2 separate regions of the Capra hircus genome follow, and region 2 is linked to region 1. The links are chromatin contacts, called in public Hi-C maps. All regions are on one chromosome and are shown on one strand. The core of a region is the stretch at or near the end of the contact, and the rest is flanking DNA. Distances in the headings are between cores, read along the strand shown. Region 1 has its middle 24 kb from the start of ZC3HC1. Region 2 overlaps UBE2H (ubiquitin-conjugating enzyme E2 H).

The links. A called contact is a pair of places that touch in the nucleus more often than the background predicts.
Region 2: a contact with region 1 is called in a Hi-C map of blood, with 5 times the contacts expected there. The contact joins two enhancer-like sites. A contact is called at or near these places in 2 of 5 Hi-C or Micro-C datasets (both in blood).

Annotation. Positions count from the first base shown.
Region 1 is chr4:26,331,762-26,338,468 of ARS1.2, reverse strand. No RefSeq gene overlaps it. Among named protein-coding and RNA genes, the nearest start is that of ZC3HC1, 24 kb to the right of the region's middle. Within about 2 kb of position 3,893, at least 4 of the 5 cell types and tissues checked have an H3K27ac peak or open chromatin away from gene starts, as enhancers often do.
Region 2 is chr4:26,493,729-26,500,435 of ARS1.2, reverse strand. UBE2H (ubiquitin-conjugating enzyme E2 H) reads right to left here. Exons shown (of 7, transcript XM_018046929.1): 7 at 4,754-6,707. Among named protein-coding and RNA genes, the nearest start is that of MIR183, 48 kb to the left of the region's middle. Within about 2 kb of position 4,170, at least 3 of the 5 cell types and tissues checked have an H3K27ac peak or open chromatin away from gene starts, as enhancers often do.

The sequences.
Region 1 (6,707 bases), core at 2,644-5,143:
ATGTGGCTTTCTGGCTCTGTGTCTTCTTGCCCAAGAAGATCCCTGATGCTTCTAGAGCTGGGCTTGGAGCTGAGTCACCAGCACCTGCACTGTCTGATGACATCACAGAGGCTGTTAGGCTAAGAGCCCTACTCAGAGCACGGACAGTGTGCTGCAGAGACTCCGGTCAGTCTCTTCCTCCTGACCCAACACCTGCTGTTTCAGTGCTCTCTTCCCTGACAAGACCCCAGGTGAACTGGAGGAACTTGGCCAGGTGTTGAGCTGAAGCCAATGGGATGGCTGAGTGGCTGGATATGCAGCTAAGTGCTGTCATAACTGGCTTCCCAGGTGGTGCTACTGGTAAAGAACCCAGCTTCCAGTGTAGGAGATGTAAGAGATGCAGGTTCGATCCCTGGGTTGAGACAATCCCCCTGGAGGAGAGCACAGCAACCCACTCCAGTACTCTCGACTGGAAAATCCCATGGACAGAGGAACCTGGTGGGCTACGGTACATGGGGTCACAAAGAGTCAGACACAACTGAAGCAACTTAGCACACACACATGCGTTATCATACCTGCCTTATTTAAATAATACTGAAAAAAAAAAAACCTAGTATACCTAGCACTTACTACATGCCAGACACTATTCTAAGGACTTCACATATCTCTTAATTCTCAGACATCCCTGTGACATAGCTACTAGCATTATCACCTTTTTACAGATGAAGAAACTGTAAGGGGTCCTTGGCTCAGAAGCACATAGGTAACCAGGGGATCTAGGGTTTGAACCCAGGCTACGGGATCTGCAGGCCGTGCTCTTACCCCCTCTTCTACTTACTGCCTCTTCCCCCGACAGAGGGGCTGTAGCGGGAGAGGACTGATAATGGAGCCTCAAGATTTCTGGTGCAGCCACAATACCCTACATGCAACCTTGGCCCTCTCTCCCCCAACTCTGGCCTTCAGATTCCTCACTGTAGAAGCAGCCGGTGAGGGCAAATAGCAACTTGCTGTTGTTTTACATGGCACTGTAGAGTTTTAACAGAGACGGAGGTTTGTGACATTGTACAGGAGACAGGGATCAAGACCATCCCCATGGAAAAGAAATGCAAAAAAGCAAAATGGCTGTCTGGGGAGGCCTTACAAATAGCTGTGAAAAGAAGAAAAGAGAAAAGGAAAGATAGTCCCATCTGAATGCAGAGTTCCAAAGAATAGCAAGGAGAGGTAAGAAAGCCTTCCTCAGCGATCAATGCAAAGAAATAGAGGAAAAGAACAGAATGGGAAAGAAGTAGAGATCTCATCAAAAAATTAGAGATATCAAGGGAACATTTCATGCAAAAATGGGCTCGATAAAGGACAGAAATGGTATAGACCTAACAGAAGCAGATGATATTAAGAAGAGGTGGCAAGAATACTCAGAAGAACTGTACAAAAAAGATCTTCACGACCCAGACAATCACGATGGTGTGATCACTCACCTAGAGCCAGACATCCTGGAATGTGAAGTCAAATGGGCCTTAGAAAGCATCACTACGAACAAAGCTAGTGGAGGTGATGGAATTCCAGTTGAGCTATTTCAAATCCTGAAAGATGATACTGTGAAAGTGCTCACTCAATATGCCAGCAAATTTGGAAAACTCAGCAGTGGCCACAGGACTGGAAAAGGTCAGTTTTCATTCCAATCCCAAAGAAAGGCAATGCCAAAGAATGCTCAAACTACTGCACAATTGTACTCATCTCACACGCTAGTAAAGTAATGCTCAAAATTCTCCAAGCCAGGCTTCAGCAGTATGTGAACCGTGAAATTCTAGATGTTCAAGCTGGTTTTAGAAAAGGCAGAGGAACCAGAGATCAAATTGCCAACATCCGCTGGATCATTGAAAAAGCAAGAGAGTTCCAGAAAAACATTTACTTCTGCTTTATTGACTATGCCAGGGCTTTGACTGAGTGGATCACAATAAACTGTGGAAAATTCTGAAAGAGATGGGAATACCAGACCACCTGACCTGCCTCTTGAGAAACCTATATGCAGGTCAGGAAGCAACAGTTAGAACTGGACATGGAACAACGGACTGGTTCCAAATAGGGAAAGGAGTATGTCAAGGCTGTATATCGTCACCCTGCTTATTTAACTTATATGCAGAGTACATCATGAGAAACGCTGGGCTGGAAGAAGCACAATCTGGAATCAAGGTTGCCAGGAGAAATATCAAAAACCTCAGATATGCAGATGACACCATCCTTATGGCAGAAAGTGAAGAAGAACTTAAGAGCCTCTTGATGAAAGTGAAAGAGGAGAGTGAAAAAGTTGGCCTAAAGCTCAACATTCAGAAAACGAAGATCATGGCATCTGGTCCCATCACTTCATGGAAAATAGACGGGGAAACAGTGGAAACAGTGTCAGAGTTTATTTTTTGGGGCTCCAAAATCACTGCAGATGGTGATTGCAGCCATGAAGTTAAAAGACACTTACTCCTTGGAAGGAAAGTTATGACAAACCTAGATAGCATATTGAAAAGCAGAGATATTACTTTGCCAAAAAGGTCCGTCTAGTCAAGGCTATGGTTTTTTCTGTAGTCATGTATGGATGTGAGAGTTGGACTCTGTAGAAAGCTGAGCACCTAAGAATTGATGCTTTTGAACTGTGGTGTTGGAGAAGACTTTTGAGGGTCCCTTGGACTGCAAGGAGGTCCAACCAGTCCATTCTAAAGGAGATCAGTCCTAGGAGTTAAAGGACTGATGCTGAAGCTGAACTCCAATACTTTGGCTACCTCATGCAGAAGAGTTGACTCATTGGAAAAGACCTTGATGCTGGGAGGGATTGGGGGCAGGAGGAGAAGGGGACAACAGAGGATGAGATGGCTGGATGGCATCACCAACTTGATGGACATGAGTTTGAGTGAACTCCGGCAATTGGTGATGGACAGGGAGGCCTGTCATGCTGTGATTCATGGGGTCGCAGAGTCAGACACGACTGAGCGATTGAATTGAACTGAACTGTAGAGTTTTATGGCTCTACCCTACAAGGAACTAGCACAAATTAAACGTTCCCCCTCTCCTCCTCCCCCTCTTCCTCTGGACCGCCCTCTTGGGAAGTGTTTGCTCCTGATTTTCAAGGGCAGCTTCACGGGTGTTTGCAGCTTCAGGGCCTGTTGCCACTCATGGAGCAAAGCTGCTTCCCCACTCCATTCCTCAGTTTCCCCACTCAACTGGGCGGGGACAATAACTTTGTTGTGCTCAGTGCTACAGTGAGTCAGGGTTAATTAGCATGAGTCACAGACCTTGGAATCCTCACAAGAAAAGGGTCATCTGCTGGGTTCAGGCTGCTCTGTGGCCCTGGTGACATAGTACTCTGGCCTGTGCTTCTCAGAACACCTCCTCAAAGCTTCATGAGTGGATTGCCTAACTTTGTGGGTTGGCCCTTGGGTGACCCAGCCCTGAGTCCTGGTGCTGAGATGGAGCACAGAAGGGCTGCCTCATGAGTGCCAATGTTCCCCACCAACGGCTTTATCTTCCCCTGGGTTTCCTCTTGCAGCTGAATTCCCACTCAGTCAGCTTCTTGTCCTTGCTACTTGTTCCCCTAATCCTGGACACAGGGTCCTAACCCTGACCTTAAACTTTTTCACTTCTGTGGCTCCATTTTCTCCCTCTATCTCTGTCTCAGCGCTTTCAGTCTGTCCCTCTGTTCCACTCTGTATAAGCCTACAGTAGAAACAAGATAGCTTCCGCCTTCAAGAAGTTTGGTTAGGAGAAGACCTGTAACAAAATAAGAACAAAGTAGGAATGATGCTGAAAATGAGACTAAGCCGTTTGGAAAAGTAAATGCTGACTGTCCGCCGCTGTTTTTCTGCTAGTGATTAGCCATCAAGTGCTGAGGCCAGGTCCACGCGGCAGGGAAGTCGGGGTGGACCATGGGCGCCACCTAGTGGCTCCGGAAGGTACTGCTGCATTGCTGCTCAACGTCCATGATCTTGACTCTGTGTAGATGTCTTCCTGGTCTGATAATTAGGGAAGAGAGATATCCCTTAGTCACTTAGTATCTGATAAGCCGCCTTTCACTTGACATCTAATTTTTTTGTATGTACAGAATAAAGTTTTCACATCGGGTTTCACACCCATTTTTTCCCCATATTAGAGAAGCAGCTACTTCAAGCTCACGAATAATCAAGGCCATGGCCCAGCTGAAGAGCCTCAGAGCAAAGATGCACCCGGACATGCCAGTGGAAGGAAAAGGGATGATGGACAAAGCTGCCCAAGCCTAGACTGGAAGGATGAAGGACACAGGGTTCAAGTTGTGATCCTGCTCTGTATATAGAAAAGGTTGGGGGCGGTAGAAGTGGCCATTTCTTTTTAATGTAGTTTTAAAATAATAAAATTTACCATCTGAACCATTTTTGAGAGTAAGAAGTAGTGTTAACTACATGTATATTGTACTGCGTAGATCTTTAGAACGGTTTCTTTTTGCAAAACTAAAATTCTAAACCCTCTGGACAGCTCCGTATTTCCCCCTCTCTCCCAGCAGCTGGTCACCATGTTCTGTTTTGTGTTTCTAGGAGTCTGACTCCTTTAGCTGTCTCTTTTAGATGTAGATGGAATCAAGCAGTATTTGTCTTTTTGCAACTGGCTTATTTCTCTTAGGAGAATGTACAAGACTCCTCCGTGCTGTAGCATATGACAGGATTTCCTTCTTTTAAATTTTTATTTATGCTGAAGGTTCCATTACCTATTTTCCACATTTTCTTTATTGATTCATCCTCTGTGGACATTTAGGCTTCCACCTCTTCACTATGGTGAATAATGCTTCGATGAATATGGGTCTGTACCCATTTCCTTTTTAACAGCTATGAAGATACTCAGCTCAGAGAGGATTTGACTAGATTGTGCGCTCAAGTGAAGGCGGGTTGAAGGTGAATAGAGGAAGGTAGGAAAGGAGGGCCCAGCTCCTCTGTTCTTACTACTCCATGATATAGAACAGGTAGCTTTCCTGTTCAGTCTGTAAACTGTGTAGAATGATATCCAGTATGAGCCAGTAAATTACCAAGAATCGTTCTTTTTTACATGCTTACAGATAAAATATAAACCAAAACTAGGCAATGTACGTGGCAGCTTTCAAGCTAACACTTCATTGCGTTCTATCTTAATGTTTTCACTTAATGCTATTAATCACTTTTATTGTTTCTCACCTACTCTATATCAAATGCAAACAAAAAGTACAGGAGAAACAAAATATAAAAACTTTTATCCATGGCTTAAGAAAAGAACATAAAGTTTACCAGAAATCTTTGCTAGGCCACAGACTACCGGTTACAGAATTATAAAGATGTATTTATTTATTATTTCAAGTCACTCAGTCATGTCCGACTCTGCGACCCCATGGACTATACAGTCCATGGAATTCTCTAGGCCAGAATATCAGAGTGGGTAGCCTATCCCTTCTCCAGCAGGTCTTCCCGACCCAGGAATTGAACCAGGGTCTCCTGCATTGCAGGTGGATTCTTTACTAACTGAGCTATGAGGAAACGGAAACAAAAAAAATTTCATTGCACAAACAGTATGTGTGACAAAAAGAATCCAAAGAAAATTATATAATTCTATTTTAATACTTTGACTTTTGATTTTTTCAAGTTTTCTTCTAGACATGGGTATATAAATCACAGTGGAGATATAAGACCTGGCATTATTTTTCATGGATATTGCAAACAACTTTCTATACCAACAGAATAATTACAACTAACATTTTAATAGTTTGAATTATATTCCACAAATTTATACTCTATGTAATCATTCTCCAACTGTTAGATGTTTAGGTTATTGTCAGCTTCTTATTGCAAGTAAGCATGTGTTGAACACCTTTCATATATGTAATTTCTGCTCTTTTGAGCTAGGCTCCTGGTTAGGAGACAAACAGTAGTGTTAGGAACATAGGCTTCGAAGGCTGAGTTAGAAAAGTGCTCGGTTAAACACTAAGCAGAGTTTAGTATGTTTCTGAAGTAACAGCTCTCTGTCATAGTAGGAAAATCAATTTTCAGAGGCTCTCCTGCTCTAGACTATTCTTGCCTCCTCTTTCAAGTCTAAGATGCAGCCTCTAGCTACACTATTTACTTCACCATCACTTCAAAATGGCTCAAAATCCATCCTGCCACCCAAGACTTGCCTCCTCCTATGGTTTTGTTAAGCTGGACAAGATTGGCTAGGAAATGGAGCTGGAGGCTAAAAGTGATTTTGCCTCTGTGATGCTGGCTTCTCGTGAGAATGGTGAAGGCCCTGAAGATACAGCTAGAATTCCTTCCAAATCTACTATTTTATGCTCTTTTACCCTCTGGAGGGCTATTACTGACCTACCTGGAAAACAGTCCATTTTTTTCCTCCCATATCTCACTCTATTGCTAGGTAGCTGACAGAAGTGAGGACAAAAAGCTTAAGAGTATATTAAGGTGGTCTGAATCTTTGGATAATTTTTGGATATACCACCAATCTCCATGACCTACCAGTCCTCCTCAGAGACTTTCCTACGGTTTCCCCTTTTCCTCTCATCCTAGGCAGCTTTAGTGACATGACAGTCAATTCAAACAGAAGCACTATGAAAAGAAAAACAGTAACCACCACCAACACTTCAGCCAGGAAGCAATGAGAGAAAAGAGAGCATGGGATAAAGATGGAATGATGGCCTTTAATTAAAGGGCTCGGGTGCAGCATTCATTTCCAAAGGTATGGGTCACCCAATCCAGATA
Region 2 (6,707 bases), core at 2,921-5,420, 160 kb before region 1:
GTCACTGTCCCTCCTTGCCCAGTCCTCTTGCTGCCGGGGAATTCTTCAGGCCCCTGTCCACTGTTCTCTGTCTCCTCTGTACTTTTGTTTTGTGCCTCTGATGGCTGACTTGGCCCCAAGCCACCATTCAGTCTCCTTTCTCTCCATACTGCAAGGCCAGCCAGAGCTCTGAGACACCTCTATCTTCCCCCAAATCTATTCCCATCTCCTTAGACACCCCTGGTCACTCTTTAGCTGGGCCGCCCTGGGCCTTTCTCTCTTTATACAATCCCTCCCCATCCAGCCAGGCTGGATCAAATCCTCTCTTCCAGGAAGTCCCCTCTTTGTGGTTTGTGGTTCTTTGGACAGCTTTATTCCTCCCTGCCCCAAAGGCCAGCTGGGGAGGCCGGGAGCAGCAGAGGGTTTGGAGAGTGGCTGGCACGGTGGTAGTGTACGTACCTGGCCTTTGGCGCCTCTGTGCTGAATTCCCAGGCTGCTCTGGGGGCTATTTCCCTAAAGAGACCACGTTTGAAGAGGTTTATATCCCTACCTCTGGGCCCCCACCGACAGCACAGGGTCCTGGCTTCCGCTGGGGCTTCTCTGTTTTCAGCGGGTGCTGCAGAGATGAGGGATGGTTAGATTCAGGTCGCGCGGCCGGCCTTTTGTTAGGGTGGACTTGTTCTGGCCGGGCTGCTGTTGAGGCCGGGTCTCCGAAGTCCCTCAGCTCCTTTCATATCCCAAGCCTGGTCATACAGCAACCCCCCTACCCCCCGCAGATAGAGAATTCTGGGGCCTTGCCTTGACCTTCCGACAAGCCGCTGCTTACTTAAGCAGTCTCATCTGTCGCTGGCCACCAGGAGCCACGGCTAAGGCGACAGTCAGGCTGCGAGGCTCTGAGCTCCTACTGAGATGGGCAGGGACGGTCCAGGCCAGGGAAGGGGAGCCAGGGAGCGGCCTCTGTGGCACCAACGGGCGACACCGGGGACACCGGGGGGTGGGGAGGGCCATATCCCAAGCTCATATCTGGTGACCTCACTGCTTTTCTTCCTGGCAATCGCAGGGCACCGCGGGTCTCCCGGTCCCACCCCGGGCGGCTAGGCGGGCACAGGGTCTGAAGGGAGGGTCCGTCCGGAGCCGAGGCCGCAGCGCAAGGCTCGCGCGCCCTCTAGCGCCGGAGGCGGGGCCCGCTAAAATGCCCAGGGGTGGGCCGCGCCCCTCCGCGCCGGCCTCGGACCCCCGCCCCAGTTGGCCCGCGGCGGAGTCCCCAGACTCAAGGAGGAGGGAGGAGCCACTTCCGTCCCCGCAGGGGACACCTGCGAGCCCCCGGAGTGTAGCTTGGGGTGGCGGGCTCCAGCCAGCAGCGCGTGGCCGCGGGCCGGACCTCGACCCCGGCCGCTGCTATGATTCGCCCACAATCCCGCTGCGGGGTCCGCACGATCCCAGAACACTCTCCGCGAGTCTGGGTGTGCGGGTCTGGGTTCTGCGCCCCCTGAAGTCTCTCCTGTGATTTGTTCTCTTGTCCTAAACATTCCTGCTCCACCCCGAGCCGTCCAGGGCTGCGCGGTCCAGTGGGCGGCCAACCAGCCACTTGCGGCTCTTGAGCCCGTGCTAGATGGTGACTGAGAAATGGAATTTTTCATCTTATTTGATTGTAATTAACTATTTCAAAACCAGCAGGGTACATTTTTCTGTAACCCAGGCAGGACTCTTTTTTTCAATGTTGCAAGTGTAAGCGTCCAGATTGAGATGTGCTGTGTAAAACACCCACTGTATTTCAAAGAGTTAGCATCGTAATAAGAATGCAAAATATCTCATGCATTTTAAAATAGTCATTACACACTGAAATAATATTTTGGATATATCGAGTTAAATAAAACATTACTTTTATTTATTTATTTTTAAAAGAAATGTGGCTGCTAGAAAAATTTAAATTATTGATGTAGATGGTATTCTATTTTTATATTTCTGCTCTAGGTTTCAATCTAAGTTTCCTGATTCCACTGCAGGGCCCAGAGGTTGGGGACACTGCTATCAGTGGAAATGGGGATGTATGTGGGGAAAGGCCCTGATCCTTACGGATCAAACCCACAGGGTCTCTGGACAGGTCAGCTAGCCTCACTGGGTCAACCAGGAGGCATCCTAAAGGAGCCCCCAGATGGCAGGATGAGGCTGGCAGAGACCCAGTCAAGCACAGAAAGAACACTTACTTGTCTATGACCTGAAGATGTAGGTCCAGCATGGGTCATGCCACACACTGTGTGCCCAGGTCTCTTGGCACCTCACAAGGAGTTAGTGCAAAGTTGGGCCAAGGCCTGGGTTGCTTTCTGAGGAGCTTCTAAGGCCAGTGTGAGTGAGGATGGCATGCGGAAAGCCCAAGGGGTCACGGCTCATGGTGGTTCTCTCTGCAAGAGAGCGCTGTGGAAGACCTTCATGGGTCTCTGGAATGTCCTTTTGTTAGCAGCACAGAATTCTTTGGAGGAAATCTGCAGAAGTATATCTTTTAAAGGCTTAGCTTTACTTTAATGTACACTTTTACATGTGCGTTTGCAGGCACCTGACCCACTGTTTACAGAGCTGGAAAGAACTGAACTTGGCCTGAAGCTTCTCAAAGTGAGCTGCTTGCTCAGCGCTGGCTGACCTGGGTGATAGGAACCGCGGGAAGGGGAGCTGAGTGAGATTGGAAGGCCAGAAGCCACCAGCAGTCCAGCCACTCCTTCCCAGGTTAATCATCAATGATGGGGTGGCCAGAAGGGCTAATTTTTTCTTTTAGGGAGGTCAAGTCTGTTCCTGCCTCCCTAGTCATTTGACACTAGAAGCCAAGTTTGAGCCCCAAAGTGCTCTGAGGAGCCCAGGTTCACAGAAGTGCCCCGACCCTTTTGAAAAATATACATCCTTCATTATATGGGTCTACATACACACCCCATACACAGAGTGAGAGGCGACAGGCTCTGGCTCCTTTTACCATCTAACAAATCCCTAGCATGTGTGACTGTAGTTCCATGCAGTTCTGAGCGCACAAACCCTGTAACATGAGGCACTGGGGGGCAGGCTGGGCCCCGGGTAGATTGTCCCAGGCTCACTGGGGTGTCTGAATCCCTGAGAAGCCTGTGAGCTCCCCCTAAACAAGGCTGCTTGGTCTGTCAAGTGGCTCCTGGAACAGCAGGACCTTGCAGATCCAAGGACTGTGGGAGACAGATAAATGCCCTTTGCCTTGGCACAAGGTGGGAGCAGAAAACACCAGGGTCCCGTGTCTCAGAAATCTATTCCATGAGGCAGAACAGCCTTTGGAAATAAGAGTTTAAAGTGAGCATAAGGGGCTCTGAGCCCGTAACTTTCTGTTCCAGGACAATATACTGCAGAAACCCTGCATTCCCTTCTCAGGAAAGGGGCAGTGCCTCAGGCAGGCAGCAAGAGCCCCCTGCCACTCAGGAAGCATCTGGACGGAGGCTGAGAGGTAAGTGATGCTGGGTGAGATTATGGTGGGCGGGGACCTGAGCACTGGACGCACTGAGACTCCTTGTGGGGTTTTTTACAGCAGCTGCCTGTGTGGTTATCACCCTGGTTCACGACCCTTAATTCTTTCAGCTCGAAAATGGGTGCTCTAAACTCCTGAAGGTCTTTAGGTCCCAAACCTCTAACCTCTGGCTTGAAACCTTGGTGTTTTCTCAGGTTGATACATCTTCTCTCAGGATACTAAGATAGGATATCATTTCAGAGCCCAGATGGAGTACTGAGTCATAAAGTGTCAGTCAAAGCCTATTAGTTTAGGGACTTGATGTTACAGATGAACCTGAGGTCCACGGAGCTCAAGGCCACACAGCTGGTTTCAACAGACGAGATGGGACCAGGACTCACAGTGCTGGTCCAGTTCTTTGGTCCCCTACTACCCTGCTTGAGAAGTTAGCGAGCTGTCAGAGCCTGCTGTCGACTGTTTTGTCTCTGAGCACTGTGGGCAGCCAGGGGAGCTGGAGATGCTTGCTGGCACCAGAGCAGGGTTCCTAGGTGGTCCTGCCCTCCTCTCGGGTAGATAAAAAGCTGTGCCTACAGTCGAATGCACTGGGATGCAGTGAGGAAAAAAAGGAGTGTGGGGGAGATGAGTAAGGAGAAAACAGTGCGAGAGAGTTGGGGGGATGGGGGCATGTCACCAAAGGAAAGCTCTTCCCTTTGTCTGAAGGGTCTTCGAACTAATGAGGAAACATCGCCACCTGCTGGCCGATGTGGACAAGTGCTTTAGAAAAAGAGTTGAAATGGGCTAACCCAGTGACCAGCTTCCGACCCAACACCCACTGCTTCCTCCCTTCCTTGTTGAGGCAGATGAGCCCTGGCAGGAAGCTGTACTGCCTGTGAACCCCAGGCCAAGGGGGTGCCTTTTGCTCAGGATTAGCTAACAGGGTCTAGAGGTTTGGGTTGAAGATCAACACAGGAGCCACGCCTGCTGAATCACATGGGGTTAGGCCGGGTCCTCCAGCCTACAGGACAGATGGGTTTTTCAAGTCGTTAGTAGAGAAACCGCAAAGACAGCCCTGTTTATAGCCAGCAGTCACCTGCCAGTCCAGGCTTAGGGACAGGGCTCTGTAGGCATTCTCTACTGCCTACACATGACCCTCCCTTCCCAAACTAACCCAGTCATCTGCCTTGTAAGAAATTCTCAGTTAAAAAAAAAAAAAGTCAATGTCTGCTGCTCAAAGGAGCCAGATGAACAGGGCAGGTGTTTTTTAAAAAATTGGGATCAGCAATCACAGGGGCTATTATCTTATTGATGAAGCTCCAGCCATTTGCCAAGGTATATACACATTTTATTTAAAAAAAGTTTACAGTTTTCATTATACACAACTATTAAGAGGTTATAGTCAGAAGAGGCATTTGTCCTGTTGACAGAAGTGCCCACTAGATCATCACAATGCAAGGAGAAAGGTGGAAGGGAGGACAGGGGGCAAGGAAAAAATAAGTGATAAAAAGCTTAGATTTCAATTAAGGGCTGGTAAATCCCTTTTATCTCTTCAAGTATCACACAATATGTACCAAATACAATCAGTAAATAACGGCCATTTCTTCCCAAGCCCACAGCCAAGACGATTATTTGCTGACTTAAGAGAGTCCTGGCCCTTCCTCAGGTGAGTGGAGAACCTGCACCCCTTCCCCAATGGGCCTCCACTCCATCCAGTCCCTAATGGAATCTCCAACGTGTTCAGTGGCCAGAGAAAATATGAGCATGGATTCAGAAGTCCAAAGAAACGCAGGTCTGCGTCCAATCAGAAATAATTTGATTTCAGTCAGTAAGGCCGTGAACCCAGGCAGGAAGTTATGAGATGAATGAAACTCCTAACTTTTGTTAATGGCTTTCACTTTTCTGATTGAGTCCCTAGAACACAGAAGGGTCACATGCCACTTAAAAATCAAACACTAGTTCCCAGAAAGTTGGTGTCTAACACCTTCCCCATGGAGGCTAGCAGAGGATCTGTCTCTCATGATTCTCAGCCATTCCAACAGGATGCCTAATAAAAAGCAAGTGTCAGGTCAAGGCCAACTAGGGCTTCTGGGAGCCTTGTGAGGGGGAAAGAAAGATTCCTTCAGAGGGAGACACTCTTCTGGAGCTTAGATCAGCCTGTTGGCAATTAGAACCGCTTTTGGAGTGGAAGAAAAATGTTAGGTACTGGAGAGATATATGGCAACTTCTGATAATTATCTCACTAATATGAAATGCTGGTAACCTGCACAGTAACCTCAAGGAGGACGATACAATTGAAGACAAAAACGCATAAATGCCAGTGTCTAGGTTGGCTACCATAAAAAGCAACCCGTGAGGCCCCAGTGCTGGGGAGGTTGGAGGCCAGTGGGCCGTGGTGCAGCCATCTCGTTTGTTGTGTTTGGTAAGAGATGGAGCTCAGTCATTTGAACAGGGGCAAAGAATGCTTTGTGCTGATAAACCACAAGGTAGGATTTCAAAAGTGAGGGGTACTAAAGAAGGGAAGGGAGACTGCCGGAAGCAGCTCTGGTCTACCACTACCACCTTTAAAAATACGCAGCCTTTCTGAGGGGCTCTGGACGCTTCTCAAGAGTGTTGCGATGGGACAACGTGGAAAGTATTTTTTGGTGTCATACCACCCTTTGCTCCAGACTCACTCAACCATCTGTTATCGGGGGCCTAGAGTCCTCAGAATCACAGCGTGGCCCTCTTCCAGCTTCCTCTCCTACCTCTCTCAGGCACAGAGAAGGGACAAAAGTTAGTGTAAAAAGGGAGTCTGTTCAGCTTACTAAAAGGCAGTTTCCCCGTGGAAAGGCAAAGCTCCACACAGAGCCTAGCACATGCATGGGACCAAGGTTAGTGCCCAGAAAGCACAGGCTTGAACAGAACGTGTGTGTGTGGGGGTGTTCCACGTGATGCGGGCAGCTATTCCAGGAGCTTCTAGTGCTCACAGAGAAGCCTAAAGGCACCGTCACCACACAGACTTGGGTGGGCGCGCACACACACGTGCACACACACACTGCAGCCACACTCATATCAGCTTCTGAACCCCTGCAACTGCCCCCAACGAATCTCCAACTGGGAAATTCTGCACCACCAGAGACTCCTAGCGCTGGTGCTCACGAGTGCAGGTGAGCGGGTGTCTTTTTGTTAGATCAACATGCATTTAAGCTGGGGAGTAGAGCTGCGGCACTGCTCACGAACCTTCCCTAAACTTGCTTCTACTAGTTTTGTTTGTTTGTTCTCTGACAAGATTAAAAGC